2 separate regions of the Rattus norvegicus genome follow, and region 1 is linked to region 2. A link is a contact called in public Hi-C data. All regions are on one chromosome and are shown on one strand. Each heading gives the region's core, a stretch centred on a gene start, on an enhancer-like site or on the middle of the called end of the contact. The rest is flanking DNA. Distances are from core to core; before and after follow the strand shown. Region 1 holds the start of Snrpe (small nuclear ribonucleoprotein polypeptide E). Region 2 holds the start of Sox13 (SRY-box transcription factor 13).

Region 1 (7,145 bases), core at 3,581-6,080, 180 kb after region 2:
TGTCAGACTCATAGGAAAAACAGACGATGGAAAATTTCAAACATTTCAAAAAGATGGCTACGTCTGGAGAGCAACTTAAAACGGGTAAGGGAGCTACATAATTTAGCAAACGTAGTGGAAACTGCTGTTCAGTTAGGAAGTGAACACCAAACCCACTCTAACCAGTATGTAAGCAGGAAATGACACTGGCTTCTGACAAGCTGCCTTGGAAACATTTCACGTGGAACCTTAAACAGGTTCAGAGAGGAGGTCTGGGCTACACATAAAGAAAGAAGTCAATGTGCAGATCGATCGTAGTAAGTGGCTAGAACAGTGGTTCTCAACCTTCCTATTGCTGCAACTCCTTAATAATAGCTCCTCATGTTGTGGTGACCCCCAACAATAAATTATTCTTATTGCTACTTTCTAACTATAATTTTGCTGCTGCTATGAATTGTAAAGTAAACAACTGTTCAACCCTCAAAGGTGGAGAACTGCTGGCCTAGGGGGAAGACTGTCAAAGGTGAGGGGGTTGGGGATTTAGCTCAGTGGTAGAGCGCTTGCCTAGCAACCGCAAGGCCCTGGTTTGGTCCCCAGCTCCGAAAAAAAGAAAAAAGAAAAAAAAAAAAAAAAAAAAAAAAAAAAGGTGAGCTAGAACCCAGCCCCAAATATTTAATGGCTGGGTAAAAAAGATGAATATAAAGAAACCTGAAAAGAAAAAACCAAAGATGAGTAATAACAACTCATGTACCATGTCACAGACCTAGGAGATCAAAGTATTGTAAGGAAGTATTCAACTGTGTCAAGTTCTATTTAATGTTAAATATAAGTGAACATGAGTAACAACCATTAAATTTAACATTCTTGGCCAGGCATGGTTGCAATGCCTATGATCCTAGAATTTGGAAGGGGGAGGCAGGAAGGCCAGGGGTTCAATTTGTTATCCTTAGCAAGACTGAGACTAGCCTGGGCTACATGAGACCCTATCAATCAACAAAATAAAACAAAACAAAAAAAAAAAAAAAAAGGAGTGGGTTACAGAATAAGTGGCAGGAAGATGAATTCGGAAGTGTGCTTTTTCCTTCAAACACAACTTTATAAATTTAAACATGAATTCAGCTACAGGCCTTTCAAGTCTGCCAGTGAAATAAGCAGAAATCTGTAAAGCCAACTATATCCTTACCCAGTTGTTTTCTTGACTTTGTTTTAGAATGAATTTCTTCTGCATCATCTAATACGAGGTTCATGTACTCATCAAAGCCCTGGAAAGTCAATTGACAATCATTTTCAAGTAAATCGCATCAGACCATTCTAAAAGAATAATTAGATTCAGAAATACCAATTAATTTTAGAATTTTATGCTATCACTGATTTGTCAACCCAAACACCTAAAGCATCTTCTTATTAACTTATTTGTATTTCTAAAGTTTTTCATTTTGTTTCTGTTACATGTGTGTTTATTTCTGGATGCATCTGTGCACCTTAGTATAGGTGCTTAAGGAGGGCAGAGGCACTAATCCACCTGCCAGAAGTACAGGCAGTTGTGACCATCGAAGGTGTACACTGGGAACTGAACTTGGTCCTCTGCGAGAATAGTAAATGCTTTTATCTGCTGAGCCCCTTATTTCCGAGACAGTGTCTTATGTGGCCTAAGTTGGCCCCAAACTTCCCATACAGTCAAGGAAAGCCTCAAACTCCTAATCCTCCTATCTCTCTCCATTCCAAGTGTTGAGACTACAGGTGTGTGCCACCACGCCTGGTCAAATGTGACATGCCCAATTCTTGGGGCATTTTCAATATTTTTTTGGGCAGAGATGGTGTTTGAGGATTAACCCAGGGTCTTCTACACATTAGGCAAGTGGCTTACTACTAAGCTGCATCCCAGTCTACCTCTTTTTAAATAACAAAGAAAGCTAGAATGAGATCCAAAATACTTCAACCTCTTAGAGGAAAACATTCACCAGGTAAGCCTGCTGGACACTACCCAATCCAGTATGTGCACTCACAGACTACCTTCTGCCACTGCTCTCCCATGTTCCTCACAAACACGACTTCCACTAACTACTGTGCTTGCTCACCAACTGCTAGGAGATTATTGATAGACACTCTTGGTATCTACAAGATATCAAGTACTTGTACTTGAGAGACACTTCAATTGTACATGCAATCATGAGTTTGAATCTCTACCACTCAAACAAAGCAGGGCACAGTGGTATACAGCTATACCTAGTGCTGGCCAACTAGTCTTCTCAAGTTCATGAGTTCTAGGCTCCATGAGATCTTGTCTCAAAAAAGCAGAGAGCAATAAAAGATACCTCTTGCATATATACCCACACACATGAATATGTATAAAACTCCTCTACCACCACTGTCAAAAAAAAAAAAAAAAAAAGTGAGGCTGAACATGGGTAACACATGTCTATAAACCTCAGGAGGCTGAGGTAGGATCAAAAGTTCAAGGCCTTACTGGGCTACACAGCAATCTCTTGCCTCCAAATTAACAATGGATAGTTCAGTGGTTAAGAACACTGGCTGCTCTTCCAGAGGACCCAGATTCAATTCCTGGCATCCACATGGCGGCTCACAATCTGTTGATAACGCCAGTTTCAGGGGATCTGGCACCCTCACACAAATAATGGCAGGCAGAACACCAACACACATAAAAATAAATAAAGCTTTAAAAAGAATTTTTTTTTTAAAGTTTCCACAATCTTAACATTGTAGAAGGTCAGACAAGAGGATTTGCATGTGTTAAGTCTCTCTTATAAGACTGCCTCACACAAAGAAACAACAGAGATTGGAGAGATGGTGCGGTGGTTAAGAGTCCTTGCTGCTCTTGCAAAGAACCCAGGTTTGGTTCCCAGCACCCACACGGAGGCTAAGAACCACCCATCTTCAGGTGAGCCGACAACTTCTGACTTGTTTGGGCACTAAACACACACAGGCAAAACACTCAGACAAATAAATCTAAAATAACAACAAAAACCTATTGAGATTGTAGCTGTGTGGTAGAGCAGGTGCTTGGTATCCACAAAACCCGGGTTTGATCCCTAGCACCAAACAAAAAGCTGAAGTCTCATCTAACCCTACCAGTTCTCTTCAGGGATTATCTAATCCAGAATCACCGTCCTCTAGCACTCCCCATCCCCCTCTCATTTTGATTTTTTTGTTCCTTCTCCTCACAAACTAAGCTCTTCTTAAAAGTTTAACTCTTTCTTCCCTTTAAGAAAAGTACTATCTGGGGTTGGGGATTTAGCTCAGAGGTAGAGCGCTTGCCTAGCAAGCACAAGGCCCTGGGTTCGGTCCCCAGCTCCGAAAAAAAGGAAAAAAAAAAAAGTACTATCTAACCCTATCAACCAAAGCAAGGAGAGGAGGCTAAATAAATAAAACTCAAGTTCTGAAGAGCTTTCTTGAGTTGGGTCCTTGACTCCTTGTATATATTGCTCTTTCTGGCCATCTTCTGAGATGTCTTTTTCTGATAACATCCAGAGGAAAAATAGCCTGGATACTCACAATAATACAACCCTCTATCCGCATATTCACTTGTTCATACAGCCACACCTGAATTCGAGATCTCTGAAATAAAAATAACGGTTTTAGAAACAGTAAACAGATCCCACCCCATTACTTTGACTCCACAATAAATGACTTACCTTAAAAATGCCAATGAATATAAGCCAAAAGTTAGAAATAGTTAGTCTACATCTAAGAGCTAGCAACTCTGGTGAATCTGCTGAGAAACATTTAACAAATGCTCCAACTGGGCTGTTCAAACAAATTTTCCTACTCTGAAAATTTATTTTTGCTTCTGGCATGAATACATTTACAGTTTAAACTGGTCACAGGACAGCACAAAGCAAATCTGACGATTAAAAATTACAATCGCTTAAAACTGTTTTTCATTTGTGTTGTAACACTCTAAAAATACCGTGAAAATCTCCCCAAAGAAGACCATTTGCCACTAGTTTCTTTGTATCTAACTCCCCCACCACCACACCCCCCACCTTTTTTGTGTCTTCTCTCCATTTTAAGTGCTACTAAGGAAAAAGCAATATACACCTGTCACTGCTAACTCCGATGACAAATTCTATGAAATCAATGATTTTGTTCTTGGAGAATAATGGTAACTGTGTGCATGCTTAAATTAGGCATGGACATACACCATTTTATTAATTAGCGCTTTCCCTGGGACCTTATCCTCAACTGTGGTGCCCCCAACCCTCAATTTTTAAGTCTAAGCACTAGGATCAGAGAAGTTGATACAAATAATCAAATAGGCCCAACCTTCATTTCAATAACAATAAGGAAACAAGTAACTTACGTACATTTTGCAAGTATCTGAAGATAAGGTTCTGTGTACCACAGCGATCAAGGAAAACATACAAACAGTAGTTACTCTGCTCCCAATCTTGTCTGACTCTCCAGCGCCCTAAGGCCAGGCCGGGCTACACACGCAAGCACTAGTGTCCATCTGCAGCAAGCACTCGGGATGCACTAGAAACTCGAAAGGCACTCCCTCCCCACCGGCCTCGTTTCTCAAAACTTCCTGATGACCCACATCCTCTTCTCCTATTCTGTCGACCCCACTTCCATTCCGTACCGCATGCCCGCCACAGTACACCCGAGCCCGCCTCCCGCGGCCCTTCAACTCCGCGCGCTTTCCGGCCTCCTCAGTACGCCCCGGGGCCTCACGGGAAGCGGCCCGTACCAGGTTGCCCTGTTCCCCGCCCACGCTCACAGCGCCTACGGACCCAAAGCCCAGAGTTCACGCCGCGGAGGATACGATGGGCTGCACCATCACCTTCTGCACCTTCTGGCCCTGGCCGCGGTACGCCATGGTGGAAGTCACAAAGACCACACGAATAGGAAGACCGCCTCAGCAAGCGACTTCCGGAAGCAAGACCTGGAAACGGAAGTGCCTGTAGTCGTCGGCGGGCCAGTGGCTAGGAAACGCCTCTCTAGCCACGGAGCCGCTTTTTCTCTATGCTTATAGCCTCCGCCGGCCGCCTTCCGAGTCCACCGCTCTTTGAAACCGAGGTCTGTCCTACAGCGCCACCTGGAGGTAGGCTGAAGGCGCTCAGGGCTTCGGCCAGGCGCCTGTACTGAGAGGTTTGCCTCTGCTTAGGTGCTATTCTGAGAATTGCTCTGGATTTTAGGTCTGGTGGCCTCCAGGCGGGCGGCATATTGTCCAAAACCATCTGCAGACTTCCCTTATTCGTTTTGGGCCCCAGAGCGTCTGGATTGTCATGCCCAAAGCAGTGATGTAGCTGTGGTTTGCTCAATAACAGATTCAACCCTCATCACCTTTATGGAGAGTTACTGTTGAGCTGGTAACCCAAGATGGCAATCCAACTGATTGGCTTGTTGGGCTCAAAATTCCTCTTAGTTGTGTGACCACTGATAATAAGTGACTAGGCCTCACCATCTCCATCCGGCAAGGGGTGTGTGTGTGTGTGAAGATTCAAGGAGGCAGTAGTGCACAAATATTCCTTGAACTGTACGGAATTTGCACTCACTGTAATCTCAGCTTGTGGAAGGCTCAAGCAAGAGTATTAGCTTAAGGCCGTCTGCTAAATAGTACATTCCAGATCTGTCTAAGCTACATGAGGCCTTGTTTCAAAAGTTGGAAATGTAAGTCAATAAATAAATAAATAAATAAATAAATAAATAAATAAATGCATTTAATACAAATACCTACGATCCAGGGGAGATGATTCAGTAGGTGGGACATGAGGTCAGTCACCAACACCTACACAAAATGACGTGCCTGTAATTCCAGCACTGGGATTGCAGAGACAGGAGGACACCTGGGCGTGATGGCCAACTCCTCTAGCTCCATCGTCAAGTTCAATGAGAGTCCCTGACTCAAAGGATATGATGAGGAGTGGCTCAGAAGGACACTTGATGACATCCTTCAGACTCCACATGCAGATGTGCATATACACAGACATGCACACATAAAATGGGGGAAAATGTCTATGCCTAGCCTACTCGACACCAACACCACAAATCAGCCTTTCTCGAAGCTGCAGCTGCCCCCACCTCACCAGAAAGTATCTGGAGCAGCTTACCAGGGAAAGGATCAAAATTTGAAATGCAAAGTCTTGAGTTTTATGGAATTCATATTGCTTTCGCACCATCTTTAGGATGAAGAATTGTAAGTCAGGAGCCATCCGGATGTGTGTGTATGTTAAAGCCTGGTCTCTGTTAGAGACCCCCACCCCATAACGCAACTAGCAAGAAAAGGGACTGATTAAATGTCCCTACATTAGTAGGCAAGCCTACTCAGTTTTCTGTTATGACGGGGCTTCTGGCCTGGTTCAAACATTATCTAATATTTTATAATGTTTGATATTTAGCATTTATTTAAATATTCTCTTTCTGATAAGGAAGCTCAGACTTGAAAGGCTTTTGGATGGTATATAAGGGGGCTGGCACTTTAAAAGATAACACTTAAGTCAAACAACAGAACCTAAGGTCTTCTTCAGATGAGAATAACAGGAACTCCAATCTTAGAAAAGTATTATGATGAAAGCTTTCATTTTTTATTTTTTAAAGACAGGGTCTCATTTTGTAGCCATGGCTGTCCTGGAACTTGCTACAGCGTAGACCAGGCTGGCCTGAACTCACAAAGATCCACCTTCCTCTCCCGCCAGAGTGCTGAGTCAAAAGGCATGTGCCACCACACCTGGATAAAAGCTATTTTTAAGCTACAAAAAGAAACTTAATTGACCCGTCCAGCGGGTCCAGTTATTCAGGGTTCCGAAGGGGCGCTACCCTTGGGCCAATGGGGGGCGAGAGAAGAAAGAGACCAAGCAAGATTCCATTGTCAAGGTCTCATTTATTGGGATGAACGTTACAGCGTTTAAGGCTTTCAGGTAGGGGGAGTGACCTTTGTGAAACACGAAGGATGGAGGGGAGACGAGGGTATAGGCAGTGATAGCTGGAGGCAAAGAGGTCAGGCGGTAGACGATGAGGTCAGGCAGTGGAGACACCGGGTGTTGACTCAGGAGATAACTGATATTTGCTTGGGCTGAAGCATCCCGTGGATGTTATCTTCCTGTGCCGTAAATTCATGGGAGAGGCTTTTGTCCCACAATCTCGAGGCTTTATGACAGTCATCTTAGAGGAGTATGTGTGGCCATGCAGCCAAGAGTCACGTAGCT
Region 2 (6,913 bases), core at 414-2,913:
CGATGTTTGGACACTGCCAAGACCAAGCGGCCAGGAACAAGACCCAAGTGTGCTGAATCTAACACCCAGAGAAGGACTTCCAACCCCACCAAGAGGTTGGAGACGATCTCTGGGAACCTTGCACCGAGTGGAAGCATCTCGGACTGCCTTAGGTCAGACCCCTTCGCCAGCGCCAGCGCGGAGGCGCCGGGCCCGGAAATTCCCACAGAGCTAAAGCAAACTTCCCAGGAAAACTCCTCGGTTTCCTCTAAGCCCTTGTCACAGAGATGCTGCCAAGAGCGCCAGCTGCTGGGGACCCTCCCAGGCGGGAGCCGACGCTCGAGCGCCCGGGGTCCTCCCGGAAAGATCCAGGGCTGAAGTTCAAAATTCACGCCCAACCCAGGCCGGACCCCCCCCCCCGGCTTTGCCAAGGACTCTGGGGCAGCTCCCACTCTCCGGTCCCTTTCCACCCCACCCCCAAGCTTCAAGTAATGGGGCACCTCCTGCCAGGATATGTAGGTTGGCTGCGGGAAGATCCCGCGGGCGACCCTAGAGCTCCTGGGGAATCTGAGCAGCCGCAGCCGGCGCGTGCACACACACGCACGCACACACAAACACACTCGCGTGAGTGTGTGTTTACGTACCGAACGTGGGGTGGGAAAACAATGGCGAACCGCTGGGACTACGCGACCACCCCCCCCCATCCCATCAGCCCTGTGCTCAATTTATTTCTACCGTGAAAAGGAGGGTTGAAAGGCGCTCCTCCGACACTCCACCGTGGGACGTAGAGGTGGCAAAGGGCAGGCTGGAGTAGAGAAGAGACAAGAGCAGCAACGGCTGAAAAACGGGAGGCGTCTCCCGGCTGGTCCGCGGGGAATGAACCGGAGCCGTGGGAAGGGCGCGCGCTGGACCCCAGCGGCCCATGGCCGGAGCTCCGCGTTGCGGGTACCCGAGCCCCACGTGGGGCTCGCACGCGGATACCTAAGCTGGGGCTGGGAGTACTTAAACTGGGCGCGATGGTCGGGCTGGGGAGAAAGACCTAGGGCCGGCGGGTCGCAAAGGGCCGGCGGGTAGAAGACCCCCGAAGCCCGGCTCGCGTGGCGCGCGCACGCCACCCCCAACGGCCTGCGGCCACTGCCCTCCAAAGGGACGCGAGATCAGCGCGGCGCCACCGGCAGGCGTTGTGAGGGGTCCGGTAGGATCGGCGCCGCCTGGCAAAACTTTGCCCAAGATGGAAAGTCGCGCGGAACAGAGCCAGCGTGTCCCTTGGAACGCGGGGGCGCGCGTGTCAAACTTCGCGAGGTTGGGGTGATGGGCGCGCGGCGCGGAGGGGCGCACTTACTAATCGGTCGGGCGCTGGCCCGGGGTCGCAACTCCGTGCTCCGGCTCCTGTTCAGTGCGTCCCGGCGGCCAGCAGCCTGGCCTTCCCGCTCACATGCCCAGGCAACGCGGCGGGCAGCGGGCCGGGGCGGCGCGGCCGGGCGGAGGCACGCCCCCCACCGTGGGCTGGAAGCGCTCAGGATCCGCGGCCCGCCAGGCTCCGCTGGCCACCGTCGCGGGCGCCGAGCTGAGGACGGGTCGGGCGGCGCCCTCCGCCGAGCCAGGCCGCTCGGCACTCTGCCCTCTGCCCTCGGCTGGCCGCAGCCGTGCTCCCTTCCGCAGTCCGGCTCCCGGACTCCCGGCCGCTGCGCCGGCCAGGCCGGCGGGCAGTGCGCTCTGTCCCTCCGCGCAGTTCCGAGCCCGCTCGGTCAAAAGCCAGGGCCTCCGAAGCTGAGCGCGCCGCCCCGGCCTTCGACCTCCGCCGGCCGCTCAGGAGCTCGGCTTCCAGGAGCCGCGCTCGTACACTTCAGTTCCCAGGCGGGACTGGAGCAGGGCGCTCGCCGCTCGCTTCTGCGAAAGCCACTCAGCCTCCGAGGAGAAAGAGGGAGGGAGGGCGCGAACGGGCGGGGGAGGAGGGAGGGTGTGGAGATGGAGGAGGGAGGGACAGAGCTTCCTCCTCCTCCTCCCAGCAGCTGGTCCAGCCAGGCCTCAACAGCTGGAGACCTGTGCTGGGAAGCGGACAGCAGAGGTTCTCCAACTGGGTAAAGAAAATAGGAGGAAAAAGATGAATTCTGCCCACTCCCTCGATATAGGTTTGAGAGTTGCTACAGAGAATCTTAATTTCTTTTAACAAGCCCTAAGAAGGTGTTTGTCCAGTTCACAGCCTCCTCCAAACAGAGACCCTGGATTGAACTTTATTTTTCTCACTGGTAAATCAGGTTGGCCTCGAACTCACAGAAACCTGTTTGGCTCTCCCTCCAGGATGCTAGGATTAAAGGCATGCTCCACCTGGGTCAGTGTTGGACTGAGTTTTTAAAAAATTGTACTTGAGGGGTTGGGGATTTAGCTCAGTGGTAGAGCGCTTGCCTAGGAAGCGCAAGGCCCTGGGTTCGTTCCCCAGCTCCGGAAAAAAAAAAAAAAAAAAGAACAAAAAAAAAATTGTACTTGAGAGCTACACTTGGGACTGGGAGTGTCTCGTGCCTGTAATACCAATACCAGGAAAGCTGAGGCAGGAGAATCTCAATTTGAAATCAGCCTGAGGGGGTTGGAAAGACCTGCTTTAACCTGTTCTAATCTCTGACAGCTTCGTAAAGTCTCCAACCACTCCCTAGCCCTATCCTTTTCAGAATCTCCAATAAGTCCTTCATTTCCTCCTGCCCCGTTTAGGAGGAAGGCATGTTTGAAGAACGGACTCGCCTTAATCAGCCCATCTATTGAATGTCTACACCAGACCTGACCCAAGCAGATGCCAGGGATCACCAAGATGACACAGCGGCAGCCATGGATTCCCGTGTGAAGGAATGGGTCAACTCCAGTTCTAGAAAGTGTTAGAGCCATAAGGTTTACCAAGGATGCTAAAGGACTGGTGTCTGAGTCTCCTTTAGAGAGGCCACAGTTTGAATTGGGTCTTAGGGACCTGTGGGAACAGGGCTGGTTGAAGGAATGCCAATTGTCTGGAGAGGTGGCCAGCCGGGAAGATTCCACAGGATGGGAACATTTCATCAGTCCCTGCTTCCCTGCTTGGATGACAACTCCTTTTTTATAGTCTTCTATCTTTTGGGTCTCAGTCTGATATCAACTTCTCAGGAAATCTTTCCTGAGTTTCAAATCATGGCCAGGAGCTCCATCCATGGGCTCTGAGAACCCACAGGTCATTTGCCTGTCTACAACATGAAATGCTAAACTCTTGGGGCTGGGGATTTAGCTCAGTGGTAGAGCGCTTACCTAGGAAGCGCAAGGCCCTGGGTTCGGTCCCCAGCTCCGGGGAAAAAAAGAACCAAAAAAAAAAAAAAAAAGAAAAAGAAAAGAAATGCTAAACTCTTCGGGACAGGAAGGATACACCTCTTGTTCACGGTTAGATCCCTTGTGTCTAGATGGGTCTTGGCAAAGAGCAGGCCCTTAATACATTCCTGTTTATCAGTTGGCTGACTAAAGAGAAAGTGATTCTAAGCAGGGCTCTGATGAAATCAGTCTAGCCGAGGTATGGAGGTAGGCCAGTGAGGAACTTCAGAAGGATAAAGGCCTGAGCTAAGATGGGACTAGGGGGGTGGGAAAAGTCAACATTAACTATTAAGGATATGGTTTTAGGTGACTGGGTGGGATCATTTCAGAAGCCAGTAAAAATTCATCTAAGTTCTACTACCCTCTTTCCCTCCTCCCAGACAACATGTCTGTGCATCCATACCTTGTGGCTTCCCTCTGGCCTCTGGTCAGCTTCTTTATGGGCCCCTCCCTGTCCCTGCCATTAGCTACAGCAGATAGAGACAGGCAAAAATGGAGTTTGAACTGGGTGTGGAGTTACTCTCCTTTAACCCCAGCTCCAGGAAGCAGAGGCAGGTAGATCTCTATGAGTTGGAAGCAGCCTGGTCTACACGGTGAGACACTGTCATCATCGTCACCATCATTATCAACGACATCATGTAAGTTAAGACAAAGTAAAAAAAAAAAAAAAAAAAAAAAAGCCTAGCGTCAGGGAGCTGAGAGGTACATGTTCTCATCTCTCACACTCACTGCCAGAGAGCTCCTGTATCCTTGGCACCATTCTGGGGGGGCGCGGGGGGAATGAAGTTCAAGTTAGAGACAGTAAGTGGAGGGAGGAAACTAACAGAAGATGCTAGGTCTTTCCTTTGACCACAGCACCAGACGTATGCCTTTAACTCAATCCTTGTTTTTTTTTTTTTTTTTGGTTCTTTTTTTTCCGGGAGCTGGGGACCGAACCCAGGGCCTTGCACTTCCTAGGCAAGCGCTCTACCACTGAGCTAAATCCCCAACCCCTAACTCAATCCTTGTAGTACTCATTCTGCACCACCCCCACCCCCACCCATTCCAGAATAGTCTCCAACCTGGACGCTTGTTCTCTCTCAGCCTCCCTTGTTTGTGCCCTTCCTCTGCACTGCGTCCAGGGGCCGGGTCTTCCGAGATGCCCTTCCATGCCTCGATTTCCTGCTTGTCTACCTTCTATCCTAAGATGGGGAAAAAAATCATTTTGAGACAAGGGCTCATATAGCCTAGGTTATCCCCAAATTCTATAGGCTGAACTTCAATTTCAGGTCCTCCTGAGATTACAGGAGCGCACAGCATGAGCAGGTTTGTGTGAGGCTGGGGATGGAAACTAGGATTCTCTTGTGTACGAGGACACCACCCTACCAACTGAGCCGCATCTCCAGTCCCCCAAGATGAAATTTTATCTGTTTTCAAAATGTTGCTGTGTACTGTTAAGGGGTCTAAACACCAATCCAGAATGACAAAAAGGTAATCAAGCCGACTAGGGAGCTGAATTGTGACCACGAGCTACAATGTTTCAGAGCTTTTAAGCCTGAAAACCACAAACACCTGAGCCAAGTTACAGTTACATTTTCCCACCAATCAGGATTTAGGGATGGGACTTTCTCTTTGTGGGTTGGTCTATGTCAATCGATACAGAATGTAGGTTTTACAGTCCAACCAATCAAATCTATTTGTTCTTTTGTGGCGAGGAGCAATCATTATGTTTGGGGGCGCAAACGATGAATAATGGAAACTGGTCAGCTATTAGGAGGTCCTCAGCTCCTCTAGAGCCTGGGACCTTGAACTTAGTTTCACTCTATGGTGAAAGTGGAGTCTGAAAACAAAATGGTGGCACTTAAGACAAATTTCTTTGATTCATTCCCAGTGGTACTATGGACCAATGACTCACCTACCCTCTCCATACCATCTGTGATTAAACCATCTAGGAGCTCTTGTATGCTGGACAAGCAAAAGCTGCCCTTACTTAAGCTATAGTCCCAGCCCCTTCCTTCTTTGTATTTGTTTTTAATTTTGAGACAGAGTCACATTAAGTTACCAAGGCTGGCCTTGAACTCATGACTATTTTCCCTCACAACCAGAGTAACTAGGATTACTAATTCCTTCTCCTAGGCAAATCACACACTCTCCCCCTTGCCCTCCGACCCCACAGGCCTAACTTTTGTTTTCTTCTATCCCAACTGTATTAGGGTTCTCTAGAGTCACAGAAGTTATGGAATGGCTCTATATACTAAGGAAAATTATTAGAATGACTTACAGGCTTTAAGGTCAGCTGTGAATGGTAAGTCCAAGAATCAAGAAGTTGATATTCTCACCATAAAGAAATAAAGGCTTTACTGTTAAAAAAAAAATAATCTAGAAGTTGTTCAGTCACACGAAGCTGGGTGTTTCAGCTGGTCTTCTGTATAAGCTGGAATCCTGAAGAAGTAGGTTCCAACAGATGTGCTGGCAAGCAAGTACAAGCAGGCAAAGAAAAATGGGCTCTTCCTTTTTTATTGTCCTTATATAGGCCCCCAGCAGAAGATATGGCCCAGATTAAAGGTGTGTACCACCACACTTGGATTTGGAACTTGCTCTGTCCCACGCTGACCTTGAACTTAGATCTCCTTGCCTCAGTCTCCTGGGAATAAAGGCATATACTATCTTGCCTGAGTCTAAGCTTTTCACGGCCACTATGCCTCACGATCAGGATCAAAAGTGAGTGTCATTGCATGTCAAGATCCGAATCAAAAGCCTGTGTTTTCCAGCCTCTGTTTGTGCGCTTTGTTTCCGGATTACAGTTCATTCCAGATGTAGTCAAGTTGACAACCAGGAATAAACATCACACCAACTAATGGTACCACAGCCTACCCAGTGATTCAAGGCACATATCTAACCACCATCCTTCCTTCCTGAAATAACGACTCTGAGACTGAATTATTGTGAATAATTGCCTAGGCCAAAACTAGGGCTGCTCTCTGCCTAGCTTATACCTTAATTACCCATCTATTCTATCCTATGAGTGCCATGTGGTTGGTGACTGTTTCTTCCAATGTTCTCAAGCAAATTTTCACACCTGACTATTTCCCCAAATTCTATCTCTCTCTGTCAGATGTCCCACCTCCTAATCCTGCCTCAGCTCATTGGCCATAACTTTTTTATTGATAGGTGAATCTTTCATGCATTGCACAAGAGATTTTCTGGGCATCTCACCATTAGTCTAATGAAAGGCTCTCTTTCTTACATTTTTGGTGGCACTGCTAGGATGGCATCCCATGTTGGGCGTCAAATATTGTAGGATTATTGGCGGGAGGGTCCTTTGCTCTCAAATATCCACAGGGAGTTTCTGCCTCACTCTAGCCTGTTTGGCTCTCAAATAAACAACACAGAAACATCAGATTAACAAGCGTTTGCCACTATGTTAAGCAGGTTCTGAGCTATTCTAACACGGCTAGGCTACTAATAATCAGGTAAATGCCCCATTACTTGCAATCTAACTATGGTTCTGTTTCCTTTGTATCCTCAGGGGAAGCTTCTTTTGTCCACCTGCTCATGGTCCATTCCTATGGTTCATCCTCAGTATCCATCCTGCCTCATGGCGACCTCCTTCTTCCTCCCTTCTGTCCTTTAT

Evidence for each region. A called contact is a pair of places that touch in the nucleus more often than the background predicts.
Region 1: a contact with region 2 is called in a Hi-C map of hepatocytes, with 1.8 times the contacts expected there. The contact joins the promoter of Snrpe here to the promoter of Sox13 in region 2. A contact is called at or near these places in 6 of 12 Hi-C or Micro-C datasets (Schwann cells, hepatocytes, liver and 2 more) and 1 of 1 datasets of contacts at active chromatin or transcription factors (oligodendrocytes).

What each region holds. Positions count from the first base shown.
Region 1 is chr13:47,604,421-47,611,565 of GRCr8, forward strand. Snrpe (small nuclear ribonucleoprotein polypeptide E) reads right to left here and starts at 4,831. Exons shown (of 5, transcript NM_001271237.1): 1 at 4,763-4,831; 2 at 4,305-4,331; 3 at 3,493-3,555; 4 at 1,163-1,241. The coding sequence starts at 4,816. It overlaps LOC134481497 (a long non-coding RNA gene), which reads left to right and starts at 4,901. Exons shown (of 2, transcript XR_010057007.1): 1 at 4,901-5,041.
Region 2 is chr13:47,425,909-47,432,821 of GRCr8, forward strand. It overlaps Sox13 (SRY-box transcription factor 13), which reads right to left and starts at 1,664. Exons shown (of 14, transcript NM_001105952.1): 1 at 1,322-1,664.